Regions from separate parts of the Mus musculus genome. Here region 1 is linked to region 2. A link is a contact called in public HiChIP or PLAC-seq data. All regions are on one chromosome and are shown on one strand. Each heading gives the region's core, a stretch centred on a gene start, on an enhancer-like site or on the middle of the called end of the contact. The rest is flanking DNA. Distances are from core to core; before and after follow the strand shown.

Region 1 (4,678 bases), core at 38-2,537, 170 kb before region 2:
AGGTTCACCTGCTTAGGACTACCTGGCCTAGCCCCAACCCCACCGTATCAGTGAAGGAAACGCAGGTTTGGGCGAAACTGGAGTAAGCTCAGCGGGGTGGGAAGACATGGGGGGCAGACAGAAGCACTCTGCCTCCCAGGCCTGCTCAGTCTGGGAAATGAGCAGATGGTACAGAGAGCAGGATTTCAGGCTTAGAAAAAATAAAATTAGGTAGGGCCAAGTACTATGAGGACCCCACCTCTAGCCTGAGCTAGTCTCAAGGTAGAGCCTAGAAACCAAACCCAGACATAGCCATTGCCTCCAGCCCCACCTCCTCCTGCATGTACTCTTATGAGGATGCTGGGCCCACTCCTTGGGGGCCTTCAGCACCTCTGGACAGTCAACAATAGATGAAATCACCCTACTTAAACCATGCAGAATACCCAGAGGTCTCTAACAGGAAGGAAACTATGTAGGACAGCAGTCCTATTCTCTCCCATAGCAATAAGCAGTCCATAGGGTGGGGCTGGAGTCAGATGGAGGGGCAGCTTTTGGCCAGAGGGAAGGATATGGGGATGCTAGGTGTACTGGGATAGCGGGTCTGCACCCATCACTCCCTGTCTTAGGTTTAAACAACTGGCAGATTTCACCACAGATGGGTCCAAAGGTATTTGCCCCCATGTGACTACTACCTTACCATTTCTCGCCTCTATTGTGTTTTTTCCCCTGTAGAATTCTTCGGAAATTTCACTACCTGCTCAACCCCGAACAAGTTTTCAACCTGGACAATGGGGGACCTACACCAGGGTATGGACAGTCGTCTTCACTCTGCCCTGCTTTGGTCTCTGAAGAAAACACCTTTCTTTGTCTCCTGGCTTTTTCTGCCTACCCCTCACCTTGGCCCTGGTTCTTATTTAGGAAGTTGCCCTGTCTACCTTGTCTCTGAAGGAGGTGTTGATGTCAGAGGGAAACTATGACCCAGTCATTGGACGGACAGGGAGGTCACACTGCTGACTTCCTTGGACTTACTTGCAAGGCTCTTGGCTGATATCGTCGTAGTGTGTAATGATGTCACTCCAAGTCTGTCATGTCTTTTGCTATGGGAGCATTTCTGTCATTGAAACATTCTTTCCCTGAATTACCCAGCTTTGCAGAGATTACAGATCTCCTAACCCTTCTCCCACCTCCCTGACCCCTAGCCAGACAGAAAGAGCTGTTAGAGGGGAGGGGGCAGGACATAGATGGCTCATCTGAAGGTCTGGTGGGTGGAGCTGGCCTTGATGCCATTTAGCCAGTCATAGGTGGTGCCCTAGTGCCACCTGCTGGCAGCTCTGCCAGCACCAACTTCCACGTCTGATCTGAGCTTTTACACCTCCTGACCTGCATTTCTACTCTAGAGTCATTGAGATTCCTCCAAGGGGGCTGGAGTAAGGTGTCTAAAAATGGAACCTGTCCCTGTCTTTCCGTTGTCTGGCACGGAGATTATTTATAGAAATGGAAGCACGAGACCCAGTTAAAAGGAGAACGACACACAGGTGCACATTCACCAATCTGTAAAATTTACTCAGAAGTCGGTCCAGACTCTCCCAGTTGCCACATAGCCACGTGTCAACCGGTTACTGCTGGTTACTGCCAGTTACTGCCGGATAGCACCGCCATGTACCAAAACATCAAGTGCCTTTTCGGCCCTGCTCTCTCCTAGGGTATTTTAGGAGCACAGCCTTCTCGGCCTTTGATTGGTTTTCCTGTGGGTGACAAGCTCAGGGCCTACTTCCAGGGCTGCTGAGCCCAGAGCACCTTCAATGTGCCTGTTTATCTGTACGCAGACAGGCCGTCCAGCTGACGGGAGCCTCTACTCAGAATGTACTGCCTGGAGTAGGGTTCTGCAAGAGAAGGGAGAGAGAATAGTGACTTGCCAACATAGGCATCCGTGCTCAGAGCGCCCCTGGGACTCCTCAGACCATCTGTCTGGGAAGAGAGACATAACGGCACCTCAAGGTGTCCATCGGTCACATTTTCCCCCAAAGCAAGGGTTCTTGACTTTTTCTGCCAGGGACTCCAGTCACAATCTGGTAGAGTATGAACTCCATCTAAAATAATTTTTTTCTAAAGCATAATATGAAATAATATGTGATTTCCAGTGAAGCTAATTATGTTGAGAAGTGGTTACCCAAAACTAAAAAGACAAATTTGTGGTACATAAGAGAATGTCTTCTCTCAACACACTAAACAACAATACCCATAGTCAGGTTCAATAATGACTGTAAACTGAAAGCCACAAGCTCCAGAAATGATAGCATGGAACCTACAGTACAGCCTAACTGAAGTGTTGAAACAGCTGTTATATTCACTGTGACAAAGTTGCAGGTGCTATTGAAGCCTCTGTGGTCTGCTGTCTACATTCATAATTGAAAGAAATGCTAAGTGTCAGTTAGAGATCAGAGAAGATATTAACATTATATTTTCTCTTCCAAGTTCACAAACCTCTGAATTATACCCACAGACTCACCAGAAGGTCAGTGGACCCCAGGTCCTGCTCTTCCGGCTTCATGCTCCCAGGGAAAATGGGGTCTCGCTCCCCATGGCAGGGGGCCCTCAGAGGAGAAAATAAAGACCCAGATAATTAAGTGAACCTCTCTTAAGGAGGTGTAGTATTAGAGACAGCAGTCAGGAGAGTCTGAGAGGAGTCCAAATATTAGGGATGCTTTGTGTTGTTGCCAAAATGTGAAAACTGAGAATTCCTCAAATCGTAGAGGAATTCTCAAAAGTGGCTTTCTACATGCTGAATGTTGGGTCAGAGTCTCCTTCTATTAGGAAGTCAGCACCCCACATACATATACACACATAACTGATTCTTCTCCATAGCTGGGAGCACTACACAGTAAATTCTGGTTCCAGAGTGCTAAGTGACTCTTCCGATCCTGGAAGAATCTGATTCCAGGGACTGGGGAGGACCAGAAGTGTCACGTGCTAAGACTGTCATGTAGCTCATTGATAGTTTGTTTAGCATATGCTGGGCACCAGGGTTCAATCCCCAGCACCACACTCACAAATGCGTGCACGCGCACACACACACACACACGTACACACACACACACACGTACACACACACACACACGCACACACACACACACACACGTACACACACACGCACACACACACTCACACACACACATACACACACACTCACACACACACATACACACACACACACACACGTATGCATGCACTCACTGCACACTTGATACCTGTTGAAATATTAACAGTGTTAGTGACCTAATAACAAGAGCACTGTGGCCTTTCTTTCCAGATTGAACTTCTTTCATGATACCCCAGACTTCCGTGTTCTTGCCTGTGGCGGAGATGGGACCGTTGGCTGGATTTTGGATTGCATTGGTAAGGATGGCCAGGAAGGCCTTTCCTTGTTCTTTATAGTGAGTAGATGTGAAGTCATCAGAAGGCAGTGAACTAAAGGAGGAGCAGAGCCATGCCTTCTCCATCCGGGTGCCTACCCTTGCTTGGACTGCTGCTTGATTAGGGATCTGGAGTGAAGAGTTTTCATCGTAGACTTGGCCTTCAGAAACATGTATGTCAGAGGCAGAGCTGCGCAGTAGCAGAACCAGATGTATTAGAAGCAGGACTGGAGATGCAGGTGGAGCCAGGGTGATGATAAATAAAGGGCAAGAAGCTAAGCATGGCAGATCTACTTAGGGATGAACATCTGGAGCAGGAGTCCAGAAAGCACACCTGGAAAGTGCACACCTGGAAAGTGCACACCTGGAAAGTGCACACCTGGAAAGTGCACACCTGGAAAGTGCACACCTGGAAAGTGCAGGTCAGTACAGGCAGAGGAACGCCATGCAGAGCTGTGTCCCACATGGAGAAGGCAGGGGAGCAGGCTGGAGGGCTGGGGGCCTGAGGTCTAGCCCAGCTCTGCCTGGATCCAGAAAATGATAGTGCTTATCTGTGATATTTAGGGATGGGGTATAGTTAAGACCTAACCCCTGCTGAACCAAGGTAAAGTCTGCAATATAGAACACCAAGGCAGGAAAGCTACCAACAGAGGCACTGGGGTGGGCAGGCATCAAAGAGACCAGGGCTGCTTCACAGCATCTGTCAGTCATTACAAATGCTGCCTGGAATCTCTATGGGCCAAGCCCTCTTGGAGTCAACTAGAGATGCCACCAAGGAACGAAGAGGCCAAATTACTACCCTAATGGAGCCTACCTTCTAGAGCTGTGGCTCTCAACCTGTGGGTCACGATCTCATGGGAGATGAAATGGCCCTTTTATGGGGTTCCCTAAGACCATCAGGAAACACAGATCATGATCCCTAAGAGTAGCAAAACTAGAGTTATAAACTAGCAACAGGAATAATTTTGTGATTGGGAGTCACCACAACATGAGGAGCTGTATTAGAAGGTCTCTGCATTTGGAAGGTTGAGAACCTCTGATCTAGAGGAAAGACCCAGGCAACATAGAAATGAGGGAAATAGATAGAATGTCAGGGTAAACATGTAAAAAGGGGGAGACAAAGGAAGAGGAGGTGTGTGGGGTGTTATCTAAGAGAAGTCAGGGAAGACCTCACAGGGTAGGGTCTAGTTCCTAAAGGGATGCTAGCTCTAAAAACGGGGGGGGGGGAGACACCTGAGAATAGTCCAGACAAAAGAAACAGCAAGGGCAAAGGCCCTAAGGTAGGA
Region 2 (5,304 bases), core at 409-2,908:
ATATACTATTAGCTTAGTTATGTGTGTGTGTCAGTGTATGTATATGTGAGTGCCCCAGTCCCCGTCGTTGTCGTCCCCCAACCCCCCAACTGGAGCTACAGATGGTTGTGAGCTGTTGTTGTGGGTGTTAGGAATTGAAGCTTAGGTCCTCTTGAAGAGCAGTATGTTCGTTCTTTTAACCACTGAGCCCTCTCCAGCCTGCTGGCATTGACATTTTAATTTGGCCAGCCATTTTTAATCTCCTCCCATTCACTTGAGGAAAAGCATTCCGTGGAGGTTCACCTCAGAAGCATTCCCAGTGTGCACCCAGATCACTCTCTCCTCTCATGGGACCTGAAGAAGAGACCGCTTGAGTGTTAGTTTCAGCATCACAGATCCAGTGGGGTGAAAACATGCTCACCAAACTACAGTACCCACCCTGCCAGTTGTCATCCTGGCTGCAGAGCTTTAGTGCCACTAATCCCTCTGGCCTTAAATACCCTCACTCCAGGCAACAGAATTGGATGTGGCCTTCAGTGACCAGAGGAGCAGATTGAGAAAGAGCTAAGGCTCTTCCCCTCCCCATCTGGAAGCCCCTTGGACAGGCAGTTTCTTGTGTTCCTGTCAGCTTGCCCACCAAGTGCAGTGATAACGGGTTCTAAGATGAGACAGAGCTTTATCTCTTTGTCCTGTGCCTCTTGATGAGAAGGGTCTTGGTGGTTTGTAGTGTTTACCATATTGTTTATTAGCTTGGTCCATTTCCACAGACCAAGGCCTTAAATTAAACACTTGACCTTTCTCTTAGGTTGATTCTTAGTTGCTGTAATAAAACACTCATCAAAAGCAACTTGGTGATGTAGGGAGTGGGACTGGAGTATTTGGCGTAGGGATGACGCACCATCATCATCGAGGGATGCCAAGGCAAGAGCTGTTGCAGAGACCACGGAGGAGTGCCACGTACTGGCTTTTCCTCTGGCTTACCCAGCCTACGGTCACACACACTCCAGGACCACCTGCATTAGGCAGACACTTCCCACAGTAGGCCAGGACCCAGCCCTTACAGTGATTAGTCAGTAAAATGCCCCACACATGTGCCACCAGCCTGTCTTGCTTGGTGGAAGGTCCCTCTCTTCCCAAGTAACTCAGACTTCTGTCAGGTTGACGAGAACTTAGTGCGCATCCTTAGCTGTGAGGTTTCGGGCCTTGGCTGCCAGCGTGCGTGCTCTCTGCTGTTTCCAGCATCGTCTCTGCTGTTATGTAGGGATTGTTGCTAAGAGTGCTGTGTTTCCTTTCAGAAGTGCCTAACTGCCAGTCATCCTACATGAGAGGCGGGTATTTCTCCAGCAGCCATGAAGGTAAGGAGCTTGCTTTGTCCTTTAAAAATGAATTTATCTGGGGAGCAGGGCCGAAATGAAAGTGCAGCACACATGTGGAAGGACTTCCTCCTTCCTCTTTTTATTTTCATTTTTTTTTGATAATACACACGTTTAATTGAGGATTACCATTTCTAAGCTGAGCTGTAAGGTCAGTGGTTAGACTTTCCATAGTGCATGCTATGAGAGCTAAGAGAGTTACTTTGTATGTGGGCTTTGAGTCAAGACTTTTAAGCACTGAGAAATCCACTCATCATTTTCAATGGCAGTGACCCTGACTTAGCAGAGTTCACAGGACAACGTGAAGAAAAGGGGAACTTGCTGTTACACTTCCTGCTACGTCAGCCTAAACTGGTCCTTAGGGCTTACGTCAGGAAACTTTACGTGGGTCCAGGGACATTTTAGGAAAGAAATTATGGCCGAGGATTGTTTTTTTGTTTTGTTTTGTTTTTTTAAGATTTATTTATTTATTTATTATAAATATGCAAGTGCACTGTAGCCGTCTTCAGACACACCAGAAGAGGGCATCAGATCCTGTGACAGATGGTTGTGAGCCACATGTGGTTGCTGGGATTTGAACTTGGGACCTCTGGAAGAGCAGTCGGTGCTCTTAACTGCTGAGCCAGTTCTCTAGCCATATGGCCGAGTGTTTGAATTTCACTTAATCTGGGCGGGTACCGCTTCATTGTAATGATTATGTAATGGGTGGTTGTCAGGTTAAAGCGAGAGGAAAGGCTCTCTGGAGTTCTTCCTTGGCCTTGAGAGTGCTAGAAGAGGGGGGCGGCTAGTGAAAGGCTGGTAGGCCTAGGAAGGTCGGTAAAGCAATGCAGAGGTGAGCCGCTCACAAAACAGTACAGGGTGTGACAGTGACAGACAGCGTTTTCTAATCGGAGAAACTAAGAACAGCTATGAGGAAAAATACAAGGTGATCTGCCCACGAGCATTAATTAATGTCTTGATGTTTAATGAATGTATACAAAAGGCAGAGGTTCTTAATATGTGGGTCGTGACCCCAAAGGGTGCCCCATAGCAGATATCCTGCACGGCGGATATATTTACACCAGGACTTGTAACGGTAGCAAGATTGCAGTTATGAAGTAGCAGTGAAATAATGTTATGGTTAGGGTTCAATACGACATGAGGGTCATAGCATTAGAAAGGCTGGGAACCACAAAAAAAGCTTTAGGGATAGACGAGAAGGCTCAGTATTATAAAGTGTTATAATTTTTTATATTAAAGTATTTATATATCAGTATTATACTGATGGGCTTCTGACTTCAGATTCCTACACTAAGGGGAAAAGTTAGTCATGGCCGCGCTTGCCTGTAATCACAGCACTGGAAGAAAGGCAGGAAGATCCTAACACTAACCTAATTGGACTAAGAGTAATTTAAAACAGCCACAGTGCTGGGCTAGGGGTGGAACTTGCCTGCCAATCAGGAAACCCTGGGATAGCGTCTCAGTACAGCACATAACCAGGCACTGAGGCCAAGTGCCTATAACCTTAGCGCTCAGGAGGTGGAGTCCGGGTGAGCAGGAAGTCAAGGCCATCTTTTGCTACATTGTGACTTTAAACCTTGCCTGGGATACTTCACACCCTATCAAAAACAGAGTAACAGTTCGCAGGATGGTTTAGAAGTTAAAGGTTCTGCCAGACCTGCCCACGGGAGTTATGATCATGAGGATTCACATGGTGTGGGAAGAGGAGAGTTGAGACGTCAGAGCTGCAGAGAGCATTTGCAGAACACATAGATAGCCCCTACGTGAATGGATGGTATTGGCGAAGCAGTCAGTCTATTTGATGGGCAGGAGCCGTTTGGGATCTCAGAAGATGTTTGTGATCTGAAAAGCCTTGAGAGGTAGGCTCTCTGCCAGGTAGTGTAGTAGGGTCAGGATGGCCTTTCCCGACACTGAGACTGGGAAGTGTGCCTTTCCTTAGAGTGGATCCCAGAAATAGGTTTTGCTTTCTGAACCTATCTGTCCACATCAGTGTCTTACCATCAGTCCGACTCCCCCAAACCAGTGGCACAGACTTCTGGGAACTTGGATCAACAGATTCTCAAGAGCTACTGAATTAGCTCCAACGTGGAGTCCAGAGGTCTCAGTTTTCAAGTTTGAAAATCACCCTCAATCTCAGGTGTACTTCCTAGACTCCCTGAGGGAGCTTTCTAAAGTGATGCTGCTGAGACTTCACCCTAAGACCGAGGTTCCCAACCTTCCTAATGCTTTCAATACACTTCCTCATGTTACGGTGACCCACCCCCACCCCCCATAAAATTATTTTTGTTACTTCTTTGTAACAGTGATTTTGCTACTGTTACGATTTGTAATGTAAAGATCTTTTTCCTGATGAGCTCAGGTGACCCCTGTGAACAACCCCGGAAAGGTCAGGCCTCACGGGATGAGAGCCACTGACAGAAGTGGCTAGAGTCCCAAATTCCTGTGTACCTGGGGCTGAAAGCACCTGACTGCAGTGTTTTAGGCATTAGTGCTCAAGCATCGGGTGTTCCTTATGAGTGACGAGTTGTCCAGAGGGCTTTCTTGAGTAGGCAGCTGCCCCCAGATGCATGAAACCAGGGCTGCTTACCCCGCCACCATGTGCCCTGTGATATTCTCAGAGTGTCCAGACGTGAGCAGGCGGGCTGTCTACTGGACTGCTGGCTGTGTAGACACAGCTGTGCAGGGCTGCGTCCAGATTCCACGCTGTCTCTGGAAAGGCAGTTGATGGTGTCTGTGTGCAGCAGGCACATGAGGAGGGAGCAGAGCAGAGAGGGAGGCAAACATTCCGTATAATTACAACATTTAGCAAAGAGCATGCTCTTAAGGGAAATATTTTTAGTAAGATTTTGGGTTGCTTACTACACAGAGACCATCTTGTGAAGCCACCTCCGCCCTCCAACCTATTCCTTTGCCCAGTTGACCGCACACACTGAAAAAGTAAATTTCAAAGAAGCCAGCGTTTTAAAAACTGCTCTAAATTATCTTGGCCTGGTTTTTCTCTCCTTCCTTTACAGTCTTGAACCACAGATGCCTAGGAAACAGTTATCAAAACAAGTGTTTCTGATTGGCATCTCTGATTGCTCAGATAGCCGTCCTGCCTCGGGTCCTCACCTGGAATCCTTGTGTGATATTTTGAGTCTTTGCGTTTCACTTCGCCCTTCCTTCCTACACCTTTATTTGAGCAATCAGATGGTGTGTGGCCACAACAGAAATAACTGTTGATGCCAACTCATCTGACTGATTACCAGAAGCGTCTGCCAGGTGTTGTAGAGGGCGACAACAACTAGAAACCACAAAATGTCCCCAAATGTTCCTTATGATCCTTTGAAAACCAAAGCAAGAATTTAATCTAGTCTTGTATGGTTGTGGATGAATTATCTTTACCTTAGTGGGGCTAGGAGGGGGGCGATGAAAGTTAACACGACACAGTTGACAGGTGTGTAAACTTTAAATCGTGGCCGATGTTCACTTACAATGACTTTATAACAAGACCGTTTAAAACAGTACTGGAATATCAAAACCCATATGGAAGGTGGGAAATAGATCACCTCCTGGCAGCTAAGGCTACAGAGCGTGACGCAGAGGGAATTATGTCTTGCTGATAATGTGAAGTGCACCAGGTTGTCATAAAAGTCAGTTTGCCAGGTGTCGTGCACACACCTATATGGTCCTAACACTTGGGAGGCGGGGGGGTGGGGGTGGGGGGGGGCAGGAAGGTGGGGAGTTTAAGGTCCTCCTTAAGTATATGGGGAGTTCAGGATAGCCTATGCTACATGACACCCTGTCTTAAAGGGGGAAAAAATGTCAACATTCTTTGCCTCAGTTGTCAGGTGCTAATTGAATGCTTATTGTATGTAAGGTGTTGAGAGAACACTAAGATGCTTAGGGTGTGACCCTTCTTGTCCTTGAGAAGTCCTGCTCTGTGGCAGGCACGTGTCAAGATTACAGTTCT

Evidence for each region. HiChIP or PLAC-seq counts read pairs in DNA pulled down with a chosen protein or histone mark.
Region 1: an H3K27ac HiChIP or PLAC-seq map of embryonic stem cells shows a contact between it and region 2, with 11 read pairs. The contact joins two enhancer-like sites. A contact is called at or near these places in 1 of 15 datasets of contacts at CTCF or cohesin (large pre-B cells), 4 of 484 Hi-C or Micro-C datasets (bone marrow-derived macrophages, cerebellum and embryonic stem cells), 8 of 115 datasets of contacts at active chromatin or transcription factors (T-cell acute lymphoblastic leukemia, embryonic stem cells, epiblast stem cells and 1 more) and 3 of 9 other capture datasets (embryonic stem cells, liver and pancreatic islet).

What each region holds. Positions count from the first base shown.
Region 1 is chr16:22,561,395-22,566,072 of GRCm38.p6, reverse strand. Dgkg (diacylglycerol kinase, gamma) reads left to right here. Exons shown (of 25, transcript NM_138650.2): 16 at 712-786; 17 at 3,290-3,375. Gm15651 (a long non-coding RNA gene) reads right to left here. Exons shown (of 3, transcript XR_384735.4): 3 at 2,890-2,900. Among named protein-coding and RNA genes, the nearest start is that of Gm41433, 21 kb to the left of the region's middle. Within about 2 kb of position 1,287, at least 21 of the 459 cell types and tissues checked have an H3K27ac peak or open chromatin away from gene starts, as enhancers often do. A contact at or near this core is called in embryonic stem cells, where this site is marked.
Region 2 is chr16:22,395,350-22,400,653 of GRCm38.p6, reverse strand. Etv5 (ets variant 5) reads left to right here. Exons shown (of 13, transcript NM_023794.2): 9 at 1,275-1,334. Among named protein-coding and RNA genes, the nearest start is that of Etv5, 42 kb to the left of the region's middle. Within about 2 kb of position 1,658, at least 65 of the 459 cell types and tissues checked have an H3K27ac peak or open chromatin away from gene starts, as enhancers often do. A contact at or near this core is called in embryonic stem cells, where this site is marked.